Regions from separate parts of the Zea mays genome. Here region 1 is linked to region 2. Evidence: chromatin contacts called from public Hi-C data. All regions are on one chromosome and are shown on one strand. Each heading gives the region's core, a stretch centred on a gene start, on an enhancer-like site or on the middle of the called end of the contact. The rest is flanking DNA. Distances are from core to core; before and after follow the strand shown.

Region 1 (7,039 bases), core at 777-3,276, 260 kb before region 2:
ACAAGAGGCCTCTGCCTATCTGAGGAGCAGATTGTCAGAACTGTATGATCTTAAAACATTTCCTTGTTTTGCTTAATTGGTCTACTGAATTTGTGAGCTTCAAAGCCAATTACGATTAAACATAAATAACATAATGGTATTGTCTAGATATTGAAAGGACCAATTGGACCAGGCAACAGAATCATAGATATGGTCACAGGACCATACAAACTCATTAGACGGTGTGAAGTGACTGCAATTCTTATACTGTACGGGCTGCCAAGGTGATTTTCTCTCTCATTATTTAACAAACTAATTACAATTGATGTAGTTTCCCTTTGATGAACGTTGATTCTACTGCCAATCCATGAGAATGCATTCATGTTCTAATTTTAATTTATTTAACTGCATGCAGGCTGCTAACTGGCTCGATTCTGGCTCATGAGATGATGCATGCTTACCTCCGACTTAAAGGTATTCTGGTTGTGCCTGTTTATCTACGTTTGCAGCATCCTCTTCATTCTTCGATACCATTCTATGTTTGCACAACAGCAGTATTTACTATCTTAATACTTTTTTTGGGTAGGATACCGAACCCTGAGTCCAGAGGTTGAAGAAGGCATCTGTCAGGTTCTAGCTCATCTTTGGCTTGAGTCAGAAATCACATCAGGTTCTGGTAGCATGTCAACCACCTCAGATGCGTCATCGTCATCTTCAACATCTTCATCATCGAAAAAGGGCGCAAAGACGGAATTTGAAAAAAGACTCGGGGAGTTCTTCAAGTACCAAATTGAAACAGATTCTTCTGTCGCTTATGGAGATGGGTTTCGAGCAGGCATGCGAGCCATTGAGCGGTACGGCTTGAGAAGCACCCTTGATCATATCAAGATGACGGGGTCTTTTCCATGCTGAAGCTGGTTTTTTTTTACCTCGGCTTGGATATGGGTATACATATTTTTTTTGGAGAACTTTTGGTTCAGGTTATACATACGAAAAGCCGAACTTCTGTGTCGAGAAGAGGCATAAGGATTTAGCTATACTGTCCATTGCAGGAAAAAAAACTGTTTCCCTTTTCAATTATAAAATTTCACAGTGCAGACATGAAGGTATGTGGTCTTTAGCTTGGCCAACCTTGTGGAATGCTGTCACTTGATGCAAAAGAAATTTCGAATACATATGCTTTGCTGTGCTTGAAATGCAATGGTTGGATGCTATGCTCTTCTTTATTGCGTTCCTTTGTATCGTAGTAGATTCCAAGCCAATTCTCGAATACCCTGTTCGTTTACTACTAATTGTAAAAAAGAACTGTACAACTTAGTATATTTGTATCTGAGGGGGTCATCCCTCAGAAACAAATCCTAAGCTGAACAGTCCTTTCTTACAATTAGCAGGGTATTCAAAACAGGTATTCAAAACAGATGCATTAATAAAGTCATCAGGAGCCGGGTCTTGTTTGTTTAAGCTTTTCGCTAGCTTCTCGGTGCTAAAAGTCTGAAGCTAAAATAAACAGCTAGCCTTTTGAGCTTTCGGAAAACTAGAAGATAAAAACTGAGTTTATATAGGAAGCTAAGAAGCCTAATTTTATGAGTTTTTTTATAGCTTTCTGATTTTAGAAAGCTCATAACATCAGTGGCTTCTTAGAATTAAAACCCTAGCAGCAGCTTTTCCGAAAAGTTCCAAAAGCAGTAACTTCAACTCTTAGGCTTATATAATAACTAGTCAGTTGTCTGTATTTTGCTGCGATTGTTATATATCATATAAATAAATATTAAGATATTTATTTAAATATAATTATTATTTATTTTTAAATATTAAGTTATATGTGGTCTGTTGGCTAGCCCCAAAAATTTGAAATAGGGGACGTGAGTTCGAGTGCTTGCTCTTTTTTTGCACTGGACGCCGGATATGAGGCCCACAGGGTACGACGTCGAGGCGGGGGCGTATGGAGCGGGTCCATAGTATCAGTACGGAGAGTAAAGCCATGGTAGCACAAGACGACCTAATTAGATTTTTTATAGAGTAGTATAAATAAGCCGAGGGATGAAAAAGCCCGTTAGGCTTTTGTTTGGATGGAAGGCCCAGTAAATGACTAAAATCTTGGGTCATTCACACACGTGGATAACCCTTGTGGCAATCTTTCCTCTCATTTCCTCCACGGGTGAAAAACCCTATGTGTATGCAATCTTTACTGCTGTCGGTTGGGCTAACATTTTATATTACTTGCATATGTGGCTGCAGTCCCAAAAAGGGCCACGACATGGCCTACTGTAGCCCAACACCTAAATTGTAAATTGTTGGTTTTTTAGTCCTAAAATATAATTCGTTTTACACTAAATATAGATTCATTTAATAATTTATGAAGATAGTTTATATGTATGTTTATATTTATTATCATTAATTTGAATATGGCTAGAAAAAAGGATTAGAAAGAACTATATTTTTTGACAGATGAAGTGCATTCTATGCTAATGTTAGTGTTCATGAAATTTAACAATAGGAGATTTGTACAAAAGAGGATACCTTAATTTAGACTCTTCGTATAATACAACAGAGTGCAAAATATATATGATGATTACAAAAAACGAAGAGGCACCACATGGGATTTTGTTAAGCTGTTTATTTTAGAGTATTTCTTTGTGTGGCCAAATTTAGACATTCGCATAAACAAAGTGATTATAAACAGCTCATGGAATCTGGGAAATTGTTCCAAAGTAGTTTAGAGTGCAAACAATTGTTTGAAAACCATGTGAGGCAAAAGCGGTAATAAACTTTTCTGCTGAGACATAAATGTAAAAGGTTTAGAGAGTGTTTGATTTCTAGGGACTAATTTTTGTTTCCTCTATTTTAATTCCTTGTAGTTCATAAATTGTCAAATAAAGGAACTAAAAATAGAGATAATCTATGTTTTAGTTCTTGTGTTTGGCAATTTATGGACTAAAATGTATTAAAATAGAGAGACTAAAAATGAGTCCTTAGAAACCAAACACCTCCAGTTTTATGCTGAGCTAAAATTGTCTAACTTTGGTTAGGATTTGTTTTAAAAAACAGATATGAAGATTTATATAAATGTACTATCAACTACCAAGACATATTCAATTGTGAAAAAATGTAAGCAAACCAGTTTGATGTTTGACGGTGTGTGTTTTCTGTAAAAAAAGTAATCTAATTATAGAAGTTTATTTTAAGTTAAAATAAAACCAAACGTCTAACTCATTTTGATTGAAACCGATGGAGTTATATATAGAACAGGTTGCCGCATCACTGCCTAAACCGCCTTGCATTGCATGCCGTGGTCCATCTCATGGACGTTTCACATCGTCACGCTGTTTGCTTTCAGGCTACGACGACGAAAATCGCAATCGGTGCCTCCGTGGTAGGATTGTGTCCCAGTCGATGGGTAGGTACCAGCTCAAAGACTCACAACAAGTGTCATGAACTAGACCGCAATTTTTGAGCCGGTGGCATGTGCCAACTACACGAGGCAATATTTGTTGACTATGCATGCTGCTCTTTTAGATTAGCAATCGATATCTACGACCAAATGCAACTAGTAGCTAGTTCTAGATAAAGTAGTGTTTAGAATTCTTTTGTGTGAGGCTCATTACGTTCATACCAACTATATCCTGATGAGATCCTATTATACTCCGTCCGTTTCAATTTCATAACTATTGTTAATTTTTGTTGTGATATTATTTAGCAGATAATATACTTTAAATATAGCTTTGGATTTTTCATTTTTCGCAGATTTTTTTTATAGGACGAGCCGATCAAACGTGACACAAAAAAATCAAACGAATTATAATTTAGAACTGATGGGGTACTGTTTATTTCTTAAAAAAAATGTGAGCCGGCTTGTCGATTTGTTGGGCGTTATAACTCCTCCAAGGCTCCAAAGGGTTCTAATGATAAAGAAATACCATCTTGCAGACAGATAAAGTCTGCACCTATGTCGTTGTAAAGAAACAAAGTCTAATGAACCTATATATGGAACACTCTTGCTCATGCGTTTTCAAGGGATCATAATCAGCTACCTACTCACTTGATAACTTGGTCGCCGCGTAACATATATAGTAGAAGCTAATTAAGAGGGGCAAAAAAAAAACCACCAAATAGTTCAAGCCAAATCCAAAGTCAATAATAGATGGACCATACCACACCAGTGGATGTGGCCGTGTGTGGGGAATTGAAGGACCGGATGAACAAAGCCGGAAAGTAAGGTAGGTTACACATCAAGTTGCTTCCATACATTGTTATTGTTTAGGTGTGGATGCATGCAATGGTTTATGGGAAGGCAACATATCCAATGCACATGAACTGCTGGTGCACATAATGCACATATTAAATCAGATCCTTTGATCTAAAATCCAACGTCTCAAACACATCCCACATCTCTCTCGTGCCTTTTTTCTAAAATCCCCTTCCACCTCCCTCACTTAGTGCATGTCACTTTTCAGAAAGCTCCCTAGCAGGCTGTTCGTCTCCCTGATTAGAGGTCTCTCATCTCCCTCATTTACCTCCTAGAAACGATCACCACGGATGACCTTCGTATGTTGTTAATTTTGTAATTAATTTATGGATTTAGAATCAACGGTCTCTTTGTTGGATGACATGTATCTTACCATGTCGTCCTATACAAGACTGTGGTACATAGGTATGGTGATCGAAAATGGCGCAGTGAAAGATTTACTGAATCTGTTGCATATTATTTTTTGTTTTTGAGCTGCAGCTTCAAATCATTGGTCGAAAAGTTAGAGCATATTCAGTTTTTTATTGATATATCATATTTTATTTGAGAGGCAGAGAAAGATAGAGAGAGAACAATAGGGGATATATGTACTAGATGTTGTCAGTTTCTTTGCTCATTCTGTTGGTGCATGAAAACGCCACTATATATTCACCTACGCAATACATTCATATTCTATTGACCGGAGGAAGCAAAAAAAATCTGACACGGCTGAACCCTGCATACTCCCAGCCGTTCTGATCAAGCAGATAAACAGTCCGCCACGCAGCTTTCTAAAGAACGACATGGCAGGAAGTGGGAGAGGCGGGAGGGCATTTTAGCAAAAAGGCAGGAGAGAGAGAGGTGAGATAATTGTGAGACGCTTGATCTTAGATGAAAGGGCAGGATTTAATATGTGCATGATGTGCACCAGCAGTCTATGTGCATTGGATACGTTGCCTTATGGGAATAGCAAATTCATGTAGTTCAGTTGATTAGAGATTTAATTAATTTCTTCTAGTGGCATACCCGATCCATTCATTGGAGTGCTTGCTGCCGCTCACCGCAGTCTACCACTAGCACACAGAAGCTCTATAACAACGTTCATAGAGCTATTTTCATTGACGTTTTCAGTGCTACAAGTGCTAAGTTATTTTGGAACCACCAGTAGAAATGTTATTTTCACTGTCGGTTCTCTTAACCAACCTTCGGTGAAAATAGAATGTGGTTCTCTTAACCAACCGCCAATAGATGATATTTCTTTCAACATCTTGGCGTTTTAGGTTTGAACTGTTTTTTTTTGTGATGGGTTGGTGTGTCTTTACCTATCAAGAAAAAGAAGGTCCGTTCAAGTAAATAGAAAAATGGTTGACCTGGATTGCATTTGGCGTGAAACGGACCTGCTGGTGGGCAGTTGGATATGTCTAGCTGGGCTGGATGTTTAATTTCTCCCTCATGTAGAGCACATAAATCTCAACATGTATACTTTTTCTTTATGCACTGTTAGATGTATCCATGTATGCATATACATTGTAGTTGGTAAGGCAAAAGATGATCTGATTTGCATGTGTATGTATAATAAATCTCTAGGCAGAGGCTGGCTGGATGGATATCCGCATGTGTATTTATTTATCCCTTTGGGATTCCGAGGCTTGGAAGAGCTAGCAGAGAGATCGTTTTCTCAAAGAAACGTGAAGAATCGGTTGCCCCGATTTGAGACGCCGGAACCGGGGCAGATGCTTTCGTTGCTCGATCGAGAAAATGACTTCGTTTTTTCTTCTTTCTTTGGCCTCTCGGACACCGGCCCCACCCTCTACCCGGTCCACTTAATCTATAATCAGGGCTTGTTCGTTTTGCTCTCAATCCATGTAGATTTGGTGGGATTGGATAGATTTCAATCCCAAATAAGTCAAAATCTTTCATATTTTTTTCACAATAAGACTATTCCTTAGGTTTAAGAGACACATCTTTCAGCAATAATATGACACTATTAATGATAGTTCAGAATAGGACTAGTAGGATGATGCCAAATTTTCCCCGTACTCGACGACCCAACCCGAATGGACGGGGATGGAATGAAATTCCCTAGGGATGACGGGGTGGAGACCCAAAACCTAATAGGATTTGGGCAGGGATAAAAAAAATCTCGTGGGGTTTTGATGAGAACTCGAATTAAGAGTCATACCGTCCCCTCATGCGGTTTATGAAGGCTCGTGTCATTGTGACCCCATATAAAGATTCAAAATTCTCACTTGGTAACCTTAGTCCTCATTTCCTTCGCTTAGATGCAATTCACCCACGTGACAATCTTTGTTTTTGTGTGCATACCATAATATCTAAAGTCAATAATTGATCCCCATGGGTTCTTCGTGGGGATTGGGTCTCTAACGGGGACGGGGATGAAATCCTCCGTATAAGCGTTTCAAGGCCAAGACGGGGAATAGGTTTCGGGGATCAAGGTGGGGATGGGGAGCAGTCCCTGACCACGACACGTCTTGTTGCCAACCCTATACCAGACAGGTACTACCACCTTCACCTCCATGCATGGTTACATTGAAGACCACATGATTCAGAGGCCGATGGTTCCAGTATAGTACCCCACCTCCATTAGTTTATGCGGTCAGTCCACCACTCCACCCTATGACGCTTGAGTTTTCTTCACCTAAACAAGGTGCGACCTTAGGACTTATAGTACCATAGGCTATCCCTGCTCTAACACCCTTGACTTCAATTTGAGTGAACATGCTCCATTAGTTTCACCTTAAGAAAGCCAAGGAGTTGAGCTACACTCAATTCATGTATGCTATTGTGTTTATTTAGCTAACGTTACATAATGTA
Region 2 (6,567 bases), core at 34-2,533:
CGGGAACTGATACCGAGCCGGCACACTGCCGAACTGAAAGTGCGCGGACAAGGGCTGGACCAGCTTGGGAGGTCCTCCGACTCCGAGGGGGTGCACGCTCTGTGCATCGACGAGAGCTCCAGTTCTAGGGTACACCTGCGCGGAGGTAGTAGAAGGATGGGCGCTGTTCAACACCACGACCGGGGTGTTGCTGTCCAGGAAGCCTTTCTGGGTCAAGAACCCTGGATTCTGTCTTCTGCTAACAAGCTTAGCTCTAGGACGGCTTGCGCTTGCGCTTCCGCATGACGGCCCGGCTTCTCCTAGCCCCGCTCCTCCATTGCTCAGTAGAGAGACCACCTTCCTGAACCTGGCACATGCTTCGTCCGTGCCCAGAGCTATGCTCCTGGCCTGCGCGGGGTCATGCGGCTGGGAGAGCAAGGCGAGCACCCTGTGGCAGCTCTCCACGGCTTCCCTGTTCGCTTCCTCCACTTCCTCCATTACACTCGCAATCGCACCAACAAAAACGAATAAAACAGGGACCTCTTCCGAACACTTGAGGAGCACCAGCTCAGATTATATGCAACTCCCTCAGCGGCAGATCTGGACAGCAGGTAAAAAAAAAAGAATCACTCAGATCCTACGTAAGGCTCAGAAGCTCAGCTCTTTTATCGCAACACCAGTACACCACGCACGCAACAGGCATCGGAGAAAGCCTATTAGTAGAGCTAGCCAGCTCGTGTCTTGAGCGGAGCGGATCACGGGGGACGACGGGAGGGGGAGCCGTCTCCGCAAGAAATCCCAGAAGCGGCGGGCGCGGACGCCGAGACCGACGGTCGCCGGCCGCGGCAAGTAAACGATCCGGGGCGACGATCTCTTGCGTGCGGACGCATCAAAACGGACGCGAGGAGAACCCCCACCGCACGGACGGAACGCGCCCTAAATAATAATCCAAAGATTCGCACGCCAGGAACTCGCGGCCAGACAAAGGCGGCAAGCACCAAACCGCCACGAAAATCCGTACCCACTCAAAAAAAACGGGGGGCAATCGCCCGAGCCGCGAGCTCACCTCCGAGACGATCCGGAGGCGCGGTGGGCGCGAATCCGGGGGAGCCGCGACCGGGTGGCCGGAAGGCGGCGGTCGTTGCGCCACGGGACGGGACGGTGAAATCGCAAATGGCAAGCAGGTGTGAAGGCGACGGAGGGGACGAAGAAGACCGGACGCAGAGGAGTGAACGAAGAGAGGAGGGGAGGGGGGAGGGGGGAAGAAAACCCCAAAAACAAAAGGTGATAAACAAATAAATTCGCATTTCGTTTTCGCGGCCGAGGACGGACGCCGGTTCGTATAAATAAAAAATAGCAGCCGGGTCCCTCGTCTCGTCCCTCCCCTCCCCGCTTTGAAAAAGCCCCGCGCCCTCGGGAGTAGTTTTATTGCGGGGCCGGGTTAGAAATTAGATTAGAAAAGGCGTGACCGTTGATCCGATCCTGGCCGTCAGTGATGGATCTGGGAGGCGACGCACGGCTGGGGATGGGTTTTGGCTGGTGGGGACCAGTTGGGTCGATGACTTGGTGACCTGGTGGGGGGGTCAGAAATGTCAAAGGCACGAGTCAGTGTGAAAGTGGGCTGGTGTTGACTGTTGCTACGCTCTCACATGGAAAAACACTGCCCCACTGGACGCAGATGTTTGTATGGAGTAGTTTATTTACGGGTGGTGGACCGGTAGTAAACTAAACTTTGGGACTTGCTTTCTTTTCTTTTCTTTTCTTTTCTTTTCTTTTTCCTTACCCTTCTGCCCATAGGCGCAAAGAGAGAGGAAGTTGCATATTTTAATAGGTGACAAGTTTGGACATGGCATCTTTGCATTTTGATACTACGAAGAGATTGAAGCTTACCTAACACAGATGCTCTCTCTTTTTTTTTCCTTTGGAATGAATAAACTCGTAGTACAGCTTCGCATCACTATTTGTGTGCGCGCGTGTGTGTATGAACTCTCTTGGTATACAATTATGGCTGGAATGCTTGTCGGGAGGAAATTCTGATGAACCTGTAACGTGCGGAGATGCATTCATTCGTTGCACGGCATCGTCGTGATGATACAGTTATTGTTATTTATTATTATTTTTATTATTATTTTATTATTATTATTATTATTATTATTATTATTATTATTATTATTATTATTATTATTAATAATAATATTATATAGAAGATGATGGAGAACCCTGTGATCTGATAAGATGCATGATTTGGAGACGCTGATTGATTTTAGTCCGCATATTAACGAGTCATCGTGGACACGTGACGTGAGGCGTAGGGCCCCTGGAATCACATGTTCCTGACGTGGTTGCAGTTGCATTGCATCCATCCATGGGAGTCGCTGAAAGGTCAAAAGAAAAGGACATGCATCTGGTCCTGCGACCAGGAGAAGATGGGTGGGTGTGACCGTTTGAGTGGAATCAGACTCACACGCATTTCCCTCCCTACTTCTCACGGAGGGAAATGACAATGGAGTTGTTTCTTCATGCCAATGAAGTGCTCGATGAAATGCCAGCTGAAGGGAAATATGGGCGGTAACATCATCAGATTCGAGATTTCTAGATGCAAGGTTACCAAATCTCTTCAAACTGGCTATCAATAACCATCTCAATAGAGCCGGGCTCTAGTGGAAACCAACAGTTGAACCATCTCAGTCTGTTTGTTGGAGGTATGGACTTGTTCATTTTGTAGTTAATCCATATGTATTGTGTGGGATTAAATCCATAACAGGTCAAAATACATTTCAATCCACTTCGATCCACATGTGATGAGAATAAATCGAACAAGCCTATAGTTGCTTTTAGACTTCTCCAAAAAATTGCTTGGATTTATGCTCCTACGAGACTAATTATAACATTTTTGGTGATTCTATTCGCTTTCTAAACTCAGAAAGCTACAGCAATTTCCCATATGGACTTAGTTTTTTATTTATTTTTTCAACATCTAAACAAACAAAAAAAAACTAGCTATTTATTTGGGCTTCTTGTTTTCGAGCTGACAAACATCTACAAGTTCAATCAAGCAGGTCCTAAGACTGTCTTCAATAGCCCCCTCTATATTTCACTCCCTATATCACACTATCTAGCCACGTCAGCAATCTATCTCACCTATATCACTATATCACCTCTCTCTGCAGCGCTTTCCTCTATATTTATCCTTCATGCCCCACCTGAAACAAATAATACCATTTCTTCTCAACTACTAGTCCACGCAATCTCTCTCCATCCATGTGTAGCCGATGGCGCGCTGGACAGCCAAGAGATGGGCTCAGCGAGCGCGACGACCTCGGTAGCGGCGAAGGCATAGTTTGCGGGTGGTTGTATCGGAGTCGGGGCAACGTTCTTCTTCTACCGGCGGCGGTGGTCGACGATGGAGATCCTGCGACTTGTTGCTTCATGAACGAGTAACTCTCCTAGGAGCCTGACTCGGTGGCTCGTCGTCGCTGCGCATGCCGGAGGGGCTCCACTGTCGAGTCACGACAAAGGCCGGTGAGTTGCGTTCGTCTCCGAAAGCGCAGGCCCCAACGAAACCTTCCGAGCGACGACACGAGCTCTCGCGTGGACAACGTCAGAGCTGGTACATCTTGGGTGAGAGAGACGATTCTCGTTGGATAGAGTAGGAGGGGCGACGTTGTGTGCTTTAGAGGGCAATTGTAGCCCCTATACGATGCACAATAATAGGGGAGGGGGCTTGCGAGATTCGTTGTAGGCAATCTTACGCCGTACTTAGTAAGACGGACCCACTCTCCTTAGGCCGTTCTCAGTGAGAGTTTCATGGACACGATTAACACATCATGTAAGAATATTTGAAACTATGATGAAATAGTCTCACATAATGCATAGTTTCATGTTTGTTGTTTTCCTAGGTCACATGCAAGACACAAACATCTTAGAAACAGTATACACATGATTTCATACCCATATAACTACTTTCATCTCTCTCGTCATTAATACACTGTCACATCATCAAAAAATGCTAGCCTATTTAATGCTTATGGAACCCCACTAAGAATGGCATTAGCCCAACAACACGTCTACTCCCTCCATACCAAAATGGTTGTCATTCTCACTTATATCATTTTTAGCTTTAATCAAATATATAAATAATAATAATATTTATTGTATATAATTAGTATCATTAGATTAGTGTTGTGAGATAAATCTTTAATCTATTTTGAGTAAAATGCATAAACGATCCTCGAACTTAGCACGATGTGTCATTTGGTCTCTAAACTCAGAAAATCAGTAAAACGAGTCATCTAACTTAGTTACCCCATACAAAAAAGTCTAAAATCAAGTTTGCTCAAATAGGATATCGACGTGACATGCCATATTAGAGTTGCTTAAGACCCCAAACTTGATATGATGTGTCACTTAGGTCTTTAAACTTGGCATAGTATATCACTTCGGTCCTCGGACTTTAATTAGTATGCTCCAACATAGCATTGCCACATCAGCATATAATTTGAGTAAAACCAATTAGGCTGACTAAACTAGAGGAGCCATTTTATTTGTTTTCCGAGTTCAGGGCCCAAGTGACACGGTAGGCCAAATTCAATGACCATTGTATTTTACTCGTCTAATTTTATATTAAAAATTAGAGATAAAAATATTGCTAATTTCTTCAAATCTAACTCAAACTTAGGGATGGATCCGGATATTTATTCGGATGTCAAATTTTTGGTCTTCTTTCTTCGACTATGAACAAATAACATATAGATTTTGCTATGTAAATTTATATTCTTGTTTTTAGCATTGAGGCTATTAATCTTCAAAAAAAATAAACATTAAATTCATTCTATATATTTTTAAATAATTGATATAAAATTCGGATGTGTATTCGAATACGGATTCAGATGTTTTTTCACCTTTTTGTTGTAGGAAGAAAATAATATACATAAAAAATTATATAAAAATTTATTTAAATACTTCATAATATTTTTAATAACATTGCCAAAAAATAGCTTTAAATTCTATGTATATCTATGCTAAAATATTAGATTTGTGATACAAGTCGGTGTTTTAGGAACATCCCTACTTAAACTTGACAAAAATTGACAGGCACAAATACCATAGCTGAGAAAATAGCCTGAGTTAGCGACTAGCCAAAAGTCGCATGTTGTTGCATCTGTACTTCATCCTAGATATAGGATTCTAGTTCTCTTTATTTACACTGTTTAAAGGATAGCCGAATTTATAAAAAGAAATATTAAAGACTAGTTTGGAAACACTATTTTTTCAAAAAAAAAATCATTTTTCTAAGAAAAATTAGTTCATTTTTCTATGGAAAAATAGGAACCCCTTGAGATAATGGTGTTTCTAAATTAGCCCTAAATATTTATAATATCAAAAATCTGTCATAAAATATAGGTAATTGAACACTTTAATGATATTTATATGGTACTATAAATATTGATATTTTCTAAGTAGGTTTGATTAAACTCAACATGTTTCGACTTCTATGGCTTGTCCTTTCCTCTCTTTTTTCTATACTATCGGCCCTGCCATTTCAATCTTCTACTCAAGTACACGGACACAGCGACACTCTTTGTTTCCAATCTTTCTACTGAAGAGCGGAAGAGAATTGAGTGACTCCATTCCGATTTTATAGATGTTTGGTTTCCAACGGAAGAGAAGCGAGGTGGCTCTTGAGTCTATATATAACAAATATTTGTAATGCTTCTACTCCACCAAACAACCAGATGCGAGCGCTCTCGTGGATGTGAGCACTCTTTCTTCTTCTCCCTTCCACACTTATATGACTTTCCAAGATGTGAGCACTCTTTCTTCTTCTCCCTTCCACACTTATATGACTTTCCAACCAAACAATGAACGGAATACATCCACTTTATTCTATTCTTCAACCAAATAAAAAATGGAGCGGTTCTATTCTGATTGCCAAGCACAAAATGAAATTGCTCTATTCTTAGAAACTAGAATGGAGCCGCTCAATTCCAATTAGCTCACCAACCAAACACACACTAAAATTACTGAGATCCACGGATCTGTTTGGATTACTTCCATAAATTTTAGAGCTCTATAAACATTACAGCACTTGATGCCAATTTTTTAGCTCTAAAGTTTACAAAAGTATCCAAAAACAATGCTACTCATAAGTCTATGTTTGAGTCTTAGACATGTGCTTTGGCATGGGACAGACGATGCCCCCGAACCCCTTCCCATATAGAGCAATACCGTAGTCCATGTGAGAAAGGACTATGACCAAAACCAACCCTTAGACCTGTACCATGTGAGAAAGGACTATGACCAAAACCAACCCTTAGACCTGTACTTTGGCGTGGGACAGACAAGTAGATTTTTTTTAAGCATAAACCACAACCTGAAATTCGCTCTCACGGTAAAAGTCGAACCTAGAACATAAGAAGTGCTACTCAGACCACCTAACCAATTCAGCTAGAAACCCTTTCACGCTTCCAATGGTCTAAGATACCATAGTATCTAGAATACTATTGTTTTAAAAACACTATATATATAGAATACTATGGTTTTGAAAACTGAAAACAATGCAACCAAAGACCTCATGTATAAAACACT

What was found. A called contact is a pair of places that touch in the nucleus more often than the background predicts.
Region 1: a contact with region 2 is called in a Hi-C map of leaf, with 10 times the contacts expected there. The contact joins the enhancer-like site here to the promoter of LOC100280700 in region 2. A contact is called at or near these places in 2 of 25 Hi-C or Micro-C datasets (ear and leaf).

The regions. Positions count from the first base shown.
Region 1 is chr1:260,213,133-260,220,171 of Zm-B73-REFERENCE-NAM-5.0, reverse strand. It overlaps LOC103643720 (protein DA1-related 1), which reads left to right. Exons shown (of 15, transcript XM_008666890.4): 12 at 1-42; 13 at 148-263; 14 at 395-453; 15 at 566-1,199. The coding sequence ends at 891. Among protein-coding and RNA genes, the nearest start is that of LOC103643720, 15 kb to the left of the region's middle. Within about 2 kb of position 2,026, at least 4 of the 20 cell types and tissues checked have an H3K27ac peak or open chromatin away from gene starts, as enhancers often do. A contact at or near this core is called in leaf, where this site is marked.
Region 2 is chr1:259,955,168-259,961,734 of Zm-B73-REFERENCE-NAM-5.0, reverse strand. LOC100280700 reads right to left here and starts at 1,283. Exons shown (of 4, transcript NM_001153619.2): 1 at 1,046-1,283; 2 at 1-579. The coding sequence starts at 477.